Regions from separate parts of the Mus musculus genome. Here region 2 is linked to region 1. The links are chromatin contacts, called in public Hi-C maps. All regions are on one chromosome and are shown on one strand. The core of a region is the stretch at or near the end of the contact, and the rest is flanking DNA. Distances in the headings are between cores, read along the strand shown. Region 1 overlaps Pctp (phosphatidylcholine transfer protein). Region 2 overlaps Stxbp4 (syntaxin binding protein 4).

Region 1 (5,016 bases), core at 1,503-4,002:
GTGAAGTACCCTTTCCCGCTGTCCAACAGAGATGTATCCTTTCTGTACGGCACTCTGTTCTTTGTCTCTCTTCGTGTGCTGCGTTCCCCAGCCGCCGCCCTTACACTGGGATCCACTAACGTCACGGCACTGTCTTGGGTCCTTACAGAACTGTATGCTAATCCTGGAGCTTCTTGTGTGACTTTTGGAGAGTCCAGAGTGTTCTTTCTGGGTGTGACCACTTAGGGCAGGAACCACACCCGGGGTCGCTGGAAGGCAACCTCCAGAGAAAGTGTCAAAGGTGGAAATTGATGAGTCTCAAAAATTGGGAGTCCGGGGAGAACAGGTTATGAAGAGTGTGAGTCCAGATCTTTTGATCTCACAGAAGAGCAGGTGGGTCCCATGGACGTGAGCTAACAACTAACAGGCAGACAGACTGATACGGCAGAGGAACCAGGCCTCACCACTTTGTTTCTAACCTCTCTTCAGCGTGGCCCTCTTGACTGCTGTCCTGGATACCAGGTGTATGATTTTCCTTTCCATTTTTTCGTTTATAAAGTGAAGTGGTTGACTGAAATGCAGGGAGTTTTCCCTCCCGTCTAAGCCTATTAATTGTTGTTGCTGCAGACAAATAGCTGCCCTGACAATAGTCCACCTAAGGACATTGGAGATGAGAAAGTATAATGATTTGTATGGAAGAAGAGGCCACCGTGAAGCCGATCACTTTGTACATTAATTTTAGAATGAATAGAAAGTAAAGATTGAGGCTTTTAAAGACGTCATTGTCTTTGATGGACTAGCACTGCCGACCTTGGGAATGTTTTGTGCATGCTTCCAGAGGTGGAATTGTTTTTGCTGTTCTTGGTCAACCAGTGTTAATTCAAAGAGTACATCTGCTTACTAAAATTCGAGGTGTGCGTAAGTGTTCCTACAGTTGAGTTGTGACAAGGACACCTTCCATGGGTAGAGGTCTGTGGTGACAGCTGCGGATGAGACAATATCTATGGGTTGATGCAATTTCTATCCAGTGTTTTTCTGCCCCTGGATTTCTCTAATGCCCCTAACATCCCGGCCTGTGGACCTGAGAGTGTTTGATTAGCGTCCCCATGATTACAGCTAAGTGAATAGTGCTCTCAGGATGCCTTCCTGGAGAAGGAGGAAGGTGACCCTTGTGTAACCAAGCATTCAGGGGATCTGCTCACAGCCAGGTAACAGGCACTCTCCAGTGAGAATTACCGTTGACTGTGAGGTTCAGCTCTGCAGGGAAAGTGGGCATTCTGCAGAAGGGACCAGTTGTTACGTGGAAGGTGCAGAGAGACCTTCCATTGCCACCAGTGTGGGCTGCTCTTTCGCTGGCATCATGCCTTGACTGGCTATGCAGTACGTCTACACCCGCCAGCGCCGAGACCTGGATGTGGACGGGAGGAAGATCTACGTGGTCCTGGCCCAGAGTATCTCGGCACCTCAGTTTCCCGAGAAGTCTGGGGTCATCCGAGTGAAACAGTACAAACAGAGCCTGGCGATCGAGAGTGACGGCAAGAAGGGGAGCAGAGGTAAAGCTTTCGGGGCAGGGCAGCAGCTAAGCCAGTGCCATTTGAGTAGGAGGCAGCTTAGGCAAAAGCTTATCCAGTGAATGTAACCATGGCCCGGGAACAAAGGAGACGTGAGGTGGCCATGTGGGAGTGTTTGGATCCACATCAGAGATTGGCTAGGCCTCAGTGTAGATGTTCCAGTCTGATGCGGTGCACTCTTCTGCTTGTTAACATTTATTTATTTTATTCTTACATGTTCATTAGTGTGTTTTGCCCACATGCGTTTCTTGCCTGATGTTTGTGGAGATCAGAAGACGGCATCATATCTCCTGGGACTAGAGTTACAGGTGGTTGTCAGCCACTACGTGGGTGCTGGGAATTGAACCAGGATCCTCCTTAAGAGCAATACAGGCTCTTAAAAGCTGAGGCAACTCTCCAGCCCCACCCACCACCCATTCATTCTTTGTTGTCCAAATGAAATCAGAACATTGAAACCCTTGAGTTTAGAAAGAGTTGCTTCCGGCTTACCCTGTAGCTATAGGGACCGAGCCTAGACAGGGCTAGGGGATTGGCAGGTGTGGATTGGAGGATCCAGCCCTTCACACACACAAGGCCAGAGACTTAAGAACATCGAGTTCCAGTCTCCAAGAAGGAAAACGGGGCAACCGCATCTGCCATACCGGCATGAATGTGGCCCACAAAATCCGAACCCTAAGTCTGCTGCTTGTTAGGTCTGTCTTCTCATTTTTCTGAGCTTTATTTCCTCGTGTATGCTAACCGTCAGTTCCTTGGGGCTGTTTGGATAACGATGATGTGCAAACGTCTAGCGTTCATCAGGTGTCTAAGAAAGCACAGCCAAGTGTTTCCCTGGCTGCATTTTCAACAGTACTCCTGTGTCAGTAGCCGCAAGGCAGGTCGGGGCATTTCACGTGCTCCTTCCTCTGCGCTGTCTGGGTCCCAGTCGGAAGACGGCTTTGCGGAGCTTTGTTATTGTATTTTTCTAGCCCCCGTGTCCCCCCCCCCACTCCTCCTGAATTGTCTTCTCTTCTCTTTTAGTTTTCATGTACTACTTTGATAACCCGGGTGGCCAAATTCCGTCCTGGCTCATTAACTGGGCAGCCAAGGTGAGATCCCAGGAGTTAGGCAGTGGGGAGTGTGCATTTGACAAATGTTGACTTAGCCTGTGGGTTGTCACAAGATGCATTGTCCCAGGGTAACGAGAGTCTTTTATGAAGAGCTCGGTTGAGTGACTTGGTGATTATTGGAGTGGCCAACACCCAGGATGGAGGCTGAGACATAGGACAAAGACTCTGTTAGCCAAGAATGTCAGCCCTTCCCTGCTGGTAGCCACGGACCCTCCATGATTACTCGCTGGAACTTCCAGACGTAAGGCTGCCCCTTACAGGGACTCCAGTGTTTTCAGTATCTGCTTATGAGACAGTCAGACCTTGCTTAGAGACAAGCAGACCCTCCCTGGCTCAGAGGAAACCTCTAGTTCGGTTGTCTTTGCTGTTTTTCAGTCTCTCGGGCCAAGTTACAGTGGTAGTGACTCAGATCACTATAGGCTGCCACTCCTAGGGTCCTGCATCACTGTGACAATTCAGCAGGCTTTGTGCAGGTCCTGTGGTGAACTCCAGTGGCTCATGGGAAAGTAAGAATGCCTATAGGTGTCAGAGGCAAACAGATGCAATTCTGAACCTGGGCTCTGTTACTGACTGTTTTCTGTTAGTCAGGGAAGTCCAACTTCCTTTTTTTTTTTTTTTTCAAAAACTGAAGATGAATAATGCCCCCTGCATGGAGATGAAGTCAGTGAAACAGCATTTTTGCAAAGTCATGCACAGTGCTTGACACTGTACAACATATCCCATCCCCTAACCACAAACACTATTTTTTTTAAAACAGTAAGACAAGCCCTTCCACTTCTTTAAGGAAGTATCCAGCAATCTAATTCCGACTCTTGATTTACTTTGTTCCAGTCTTTTGTTTTGTTTTAATTTTTTCTTTCCTTTTTAAAAAAATATTTTTAAGAAATTATATGCATATGTGGATGGGGATGTGTGCATATGTGTCTGGAGGGTCCAGTTGGCCCTGGAGCTGGAGTGACAGGTGGCTGTGAGCTATCTGACATAGGTGCTGGGACCTGACCTCAGATTCATCACAGGAAAAGCATGTGCTTTTAGGCTGAGCCCTAGTCCTAGCCTCCCTTCCTTTTTAATTAATAATAATTTCAAAAGGAGCTCTGTAGTTTTTATTAGCAGAAGTCAACTCGAAGGCCCTGTCTTTCAAGCCTTTCAAGTCTGTCTGCTCTGGGTCTTGCCTTCTGCCGTTTTCTGTGACAGCGTCATGTTGAAATTGGATCAGGGGCCCCATTGTCTTTGATTACCCCCCAAACCCATTGTTTTTCTCTGCCACACTCCAGAGAATGAAGGATACATAGAAACATAGTCTTTTCTTTTGCAGAATGGAGTTCCAAACTTTTTGAAGGACATGGTGAAAGCGTGTCAGAACTACCACAAGAAAACCTAAGGAGGGGACTGGGACTCCGTCATCCATGAAGGACATCTCTGGCTGTGCTACACCACCTGAGGCTCGCCCTTCCATTCATACTTCCCATCTTCAAAGCGCTACTCATTCCCAAGCAACCTTGCCTCTGGCCAGCTCCATCGGCTCCATTGCTGCCTTCTTTCCCAATGGTCATACTCAGAGCCTGTTACCTTCTTCCACTATTGAATGGGGCCCATGCTTGTTTATGTTTCATTAGGGAAATCCTTAGTGGGGGGAAAAGGCGCCATTCTGTTGTGCCATTTGGGGGGGAATGGGTGAAAGGAGGAAGGACGACAAGCTATAGAAGCAGCCCTTCTTGGAAAGCAGGCTCACTTCAGGACTCTCTCTTGCACCCAGAAGTGGTCTTTAGCCCACAGTTGACCTTCCATGTTCGAATACTGGAGATAGAGTGATGTCTGTTCTCTTGATGCCTCGCTGATTCGGATAGGCTGGGGTTTGGGGTGACAAGCAAGTGGGGCTGTGTTTCCCCCTTGGGCGGCATTAGTAGCTACTATGATATCAGACTCCTCTGAGGGGTGTCCCAGCACTAACGGAGCATATGTTGAGATGACCAAGGCTTCCTAATTGCCCACATCTGGATTTTTCCTTTCCCATCCACTGAGAAATAGCTGCCTCTACCTCTCGAGCTGTGCATTTGACTGCAAGCCTCAGGCTTCAAAGATGGCTTGCGCATAGCCCAATGATAGTGTCTTCCTATGTACTAAGGTGACTTTCCATTCTAGACTGTTTGGAGATGTTGAAGGGACAGTAATGGTTTACAATGGAGTGAAATGGAAGTAGTGATTTGATGTGCTCTTTGCCCCCCCCCACCCCCACAAGGTTTCTCTGTGTAGCCCTGGCTGTCCTGGAACTCATTCTATAGACCAGGTTAGCCTCGAACTCAGAAATCCACCTGCCTCTGCCTCTCGAGTGCTGGGATTAAAGGCGTGTACCACCACTG
Region 2 (5,016 bases), core at 962-3,461, 570 kb before region 1:
ACTTTCTTTTCCTTCAAGTTCTAACAACTCCCAACACGTATGAACCGTTCCTGTTGCGTCTTCCTTTGATCAACAACTTTGTAAAACCCACCCTCAACACTCAAGTTGTTTTTAAATTGACTTCCAAGGTAGTGTTATGACCCCAGGCAACGGTGAATTGGTGACTACTCTAGAGCCAAAACACTTAGCTTGTCTGAACCAGTCTTTGCTCTGATGGAATAGGGGAATTGTTTACTTGGCAATTCGACTAGGATCAGATAAGTCCGGTTGTCGTTGCCTCGCCTGTACCAAGCTTGTGCTGAAGACTTCAGAAGGGCGTGAAATAGGTGGTCACGTCAGTAGGATTCTCTGGCAGGGGCTTAGTCCGATGAAGCAAGAAAGACAACTTTAAAAACATGTCAGATATCTCTAAAACAAACCCTAGTTATAGTCCCACCCTTCTAGGGATTATGTTTTCTTGTGATTTCAAAAAAACAATGACACCTCTAATTTTTATGTTTGGGTGGCCTCTAGATCTTTAATTCAGTTTTGGCAATTTGAATGTCCAATAGTTTTCTTGAGCAGTACTAGTAGTTATTCTAAAATACCATCTCATGAGAGAGGAAAAATAAGAACACATATATTTGTTATACATTTCTTCTCCAAAAGCATGCTGTTGTAATAATGGCCTTCATGTCAGAATAGTAACTTTTGCTTCCCACTAAAATCCTTTTACCGAAAGATGCCTCATGCTGGCCTTTTGAGGCCACTGTCCCCCCCCCTCCCACCTACCCTCCTCATGCCTGACACCCACTAATCTATTGTTGATCACAATTTTTGTCCTTTAAAAGGACACAAGCTGCCTTTCATAATAGTCTATTTCCATCCAGCTTACCTCCCTGGGATTCCCCTGGACTATTGTATAGATCCACAGATTGTTCTTTTTGTTTTGTTTCTGAGAGCATTATAAAACTAGTTTTCTCTAAAGAAGGTTGGTGGATTGTTCCAGTGTTGCCTTCCTGGTTGTGATATTCTATTAGCATGCACGGTGTAACCATTGGCTGAGATTTTATGGACACAAGCGTTTCAAGACAAACAAAAGTAATCTGAAAACCATTATAAAGCACTTATAATGTTGGACAGCAGTGGGATTAAAGAAGCTTATGGAATAAATATAGCTAGGTTTATTTTTCAGCATTAATTTTCTTTTGTGTGTGTGCGTGTAATGAGAAAATTACTTCTCTTTTCACTACCATTAGACTCTGCACTAGAAACTGCCTAAGGTAAGGAAAGCTTACTTGAAAAAGGAGCAGGAAACCTGGTTTCCCAGCGTTCCAGTCGTCATTCGTGTTTGCATAGACATCATTTGTACTTAGTGATTCACTGGCAGTGCATGCAGCAAACTTCAGTGTTTCTATAGCTATGGTATGATTGCTGTATCTCCACAGAGTCTACTGTGTTGCAAGCCTGGTATTCAGGGTAACAATATAAGCACACGATAGAACCATTAAAAAGTAGAAAGATCCTTAGATCGTGGGTCATGCCCTGGATGTTCTTATGGGACCTTTGTCTCTCCATGCCAATTCACCTTCTCACAGGTGGCCCATCTCACTTTCCCAACCTTTGAACATAAAACGCCAACAACTAACTAACCCCTTCTTTACAAGTCACCCCACTCAAATATTTCATAGCAGGGAAAACTAATATAATTGTCTATTTCAGAGTCCTATTCCCAAGTAGTTATGCTCATTTCATATAGAAAAGATCTTGGTGTTAGAAGGATTCCAAGACAGACATTTTTCTGTCTTTTCTGTATTATAAAGTTATTTTAATTGTGTTGGCTTAATTAGACACCATTTTCAGTGTTGGGGAATTTGGGAGCAAAGTGATGGTATTCTTCATAGAGACCCGCAATTAGTTTCTTTATACCATTTCCTATAGGAGGTTTCCCTATGAGAAACTCGTGAAGATGGGGTTCCATACAATGCATGGAGGGAGCACCATTTAGGTTACACTTTAGACGTCTGTGTAGATGCTAAACATTTTTTTTTAAGTGTTGGAGCAATATATAATAGTTGGACTGACAAACAAGAACATTTGATCCAAGGAGGAAGTTGTTTCAAGGAGGAAGTAGTGATAAGGCGGCTGATTCTATTAACGTCTTATCTTGGCAGTTTGCTGTGTAAAAAATAGTCTCAGTAGTTCTACAGTCGTATGGGACTCGTGACATCGTAGTAATGATTTATTCACAAAACGCTGACAAGTTAAAAACAAAACTCGCCTGGTCATGTCTGACCCCACATAAGTATTGTTTAGAAATCTGCATTGGTTTATTGTCTTTTTGCATTATATATGAAGAGATTGCCTCTGCCTGAGTTCCTGAATAACTAGAGATCTGCTTCACAGCTCTTGGGTATTAATGGCATGTGTACTCAGTGATTCACCTAAAGTGCATGCAGCATTTTAAGCAAGCTTTAGCAAACCCAAGTGTTGCCATGGCTACAGCACTGTTACAGTATATCTATCCCCCCAGAGGTCCCTGGGTTGGAAGCCCAGTGTTCAGGGTAAAGATTTAAACGGCTGATAGAACCATTAAAAAGTGGGATGGCCTAGTCACAGGGAATGGTCATGGATGCTCCTAAGGGACCCTTGCCTCTCTGTGCTGTTGCTCCTTCTCAAGCCTAGTTTCACACACACACACACTTGCTGGTCTGGCAGAATGACACTACTGGCTTCTGCACACGGTGCTTGGCTAACTTGCATCTCCTCTCTTGCTTTTTAAATTTCCTCTATCATACACTTCATCCCATTTCCTCACATTAGTATACAAGATCTCTTTCTTTAGATATTTTCTTTATTTACATTTCAAATGTTATCCCGAAAGTTCCCTATACCCTCCCCATGCCCTACTCCCCTACCCACCCACTCCCACTTCTTGGCCCTGGTGTTCCCTGGGGCATATAAAGTTTGCAAGACCTAAGGGGCCTCTCTTCCCAATGATGGCCGACTAGACCATCTTCTGCTACATATGCAGCTAGAGACATGAGCTCTGGGGGTACTGGTTAGTTCATATTGTTGTTCCACCTATAAGGTTGCAGACCCCTTCAGCTCCTTGGTTTGGAGCTAAGTCAAAAGGATGGACCATCCAGAGACTACCCCACCCAGGGATCCATCCCATAATCAGCCACAAAACCCAGACACTATTGCATATGCCAGCAAGATTTTGCTGAAGGGACCCTGATATAGCTGTCTCCTGTGAGGCTTTGCCAGTGCGTGGCAAATACAGAAGTGGATGCTCAGTCAGCTATTGGATGGATCACAGGGCCCCCAATGGAGGAGCTAGAGAAAGTACCCAAGTTCTATTTCTGTAGGAGACATTGACTCCGTTTCTCGGAACCCTAACATGAGATATTTAACTTGTACAAAAGCCCCTTCTCCCATTTAATAAACACTAAAAGTTTTGTGTTGTCGATTTACTTTTACTTTTTTTCTTTTAAAATCAGTGCAACTGTTTATTTCTGGCCATATTTCAGATGTGTATTTACCCAGGCCCCCACCCTGTCTCTATTTAATACTGAAAGTATTGTGTCAGCATATGGTATAAGATGAGAATATATACTTTTTTTTCCCTCCCAAATGGTTTGCTGTAGCAACCGTTTATTGTTTTTGTGGTATCACCCTTAGTTGCAGACTCAATTCTTTCCTAACCTAAGGTCTGTTTGGGCTATTCCGTCTTTACAGTACTTTCTCAACAATGATATGTTATGTTAGTGATTATTTTGTTTACCTCTTAAGCTAAAATCAGATGTTACGTTATTTATCTATTCATTACAACCTTAGCCTGTATCCTACTTTGGGCCCCCCATACTCTTTGAATTTCATGATCTTAGACAAAATGCTACACACACACACACACACACACATACACACAGTTTAATATGATTCATATTCCAGTTAAACCCCTCAGGGTTATTTTGAAAGAATTGATCATCTCTTTTAATGATGGAGCCCCTTAAGCCCTAAAGTTTGGAAGAATCACCATGTTTAATGTCTAAAGATGTAGCCACTGAGCTGCACTGCATCTATAAAGAGGGTTTAAATGCTGACAATGAAGAAAGCCTTCCAGATGTCCATGATCTGTGCTGCCCAAAGCCGTGTGGATGCCTGTGGTATCAGGCTGCCTCCAAGGGTCTTGTCTGGCTCCAGCGTCCTACTGCAGCTGTGGCCAGGTTTCAGGGTCAGAGTCCTGTTACCAGAAACTCTGAGGAGGCTCATGGTCTGTCCTCCCTTCACTTACTGTGAAGAGCAAGAAGGCTACGTTTGCTCTGATATCAACAACTGCAGATGCACAGTTGAGAGGGAGGGACAACCCCTACCCCCACTTCACCCCTACACACAAGAAAAAAAAGAGTAACAGCCTAGATAGGAAGACACCAACGAGAACTCTTAACAAGTGTAATGGAGATTCTGAAGTGTAGATCTCCCTAGTTGATGGCTTCTGGTTGGGCCCAGGAAGGGAAGGACTCAGTTCTATTTAAGGGGCAGGCCACTGAGAGTTGGACTATGGTTCAGTGAGTATACCTGTAACACAAACTGGACTTGGGTTTTTTTTTTTTCTTTTTCTTTTTTTACTTTTGGAGGAGGTCACAAGGGTAGCAGGGCAGACAGGAAAGGACTAGGAAATGAGTGATTCTGACACATGATGTAAAATTCCCAGAGAATCAATAAAAATATTACGTTGAAAATAAAGTATAATATAACAATACATTCATTGTAGACTGAAGTCCAGATGTGAAGTGGCTGATTAATGGCAAGAATATTTTTTATTTACTAGTATCATCTGGTCTGTGCATAAATGATGCATATGTGAATATACACGTCCCATGGCTCATGTGCAGAGATCAGAGGACAACTTTTAGAAGTCGGTTTTCTCCTTCCACCACGTGGCTCCCTAGGAATTTAATTCAGATAGCAAGCTTGCATCGCAAATGCTTTTAGCAAGGAGCCATGTCATGGCCTCTAGTATGAACAGTTTAA

What was found. A called contact is a pair of places that touch in the nucleus more often than the background predicts.
Region 2: a Hi-C map of the HPC-7 cell line shows a contact between it and region 1, with 6 times the contacts expected there. The contact joins two enhancer-like sites. A contact is called at or near these places in 1 of 484 Hi-C or Micro-C datasets (the HPC-7 cell line), 1 of 115 datasets of contacts at active chromatin or transcription factors (embryonic fibroblasts) and 1 of 9 other capture datasets (embryonic stem cells).

The regions. Positions count from the first base shown.
Region 1 is chr11:89,983,712-89,988,727 of GRCm38.p6, reverse strand. Pctp (phosphatidylcholine transfer protein) reads left to right here. Exons shown (of 6, transcript NM_008796.3): 3 at 1-33; 4 at 1,361-1,532; 5 at 2,568-2,635; 6 at 3,972-5,016. The coding sequence ends at 4,037. Among named protein-coding and RNA genes, the nearest start is that of Pctp, 17 kb to the left of the region's middle. Within about 2 kb of position 2,752, at least 71 of the 459 cell types and tissues checked have an H3K27ac peak or open chromatin away from gene starts, as enhancers often do. A contact at or near this core is called in the HPC-7 cell line, where this site is marked.
Region 2 is chr11:90,555,991-90,561,006 of GRCm38.p6, reverse strand. The region is part of intron 12 of Stxbp4 (syntaxin binding protein 4); the gene reads left to right. Among named protein-coding and RNA genes, the nearest start is that of Stxbp4, 80 kb to the left of the region's middle. Within about 2 kb of position 2,211, at least 40 of the 459 cell types and tissues checked have an H3K27ac peak or open chromatin away from gene starts, as enhancers often do. A contact at or near this core is called in the HPC-7 cell line, where this site is marked.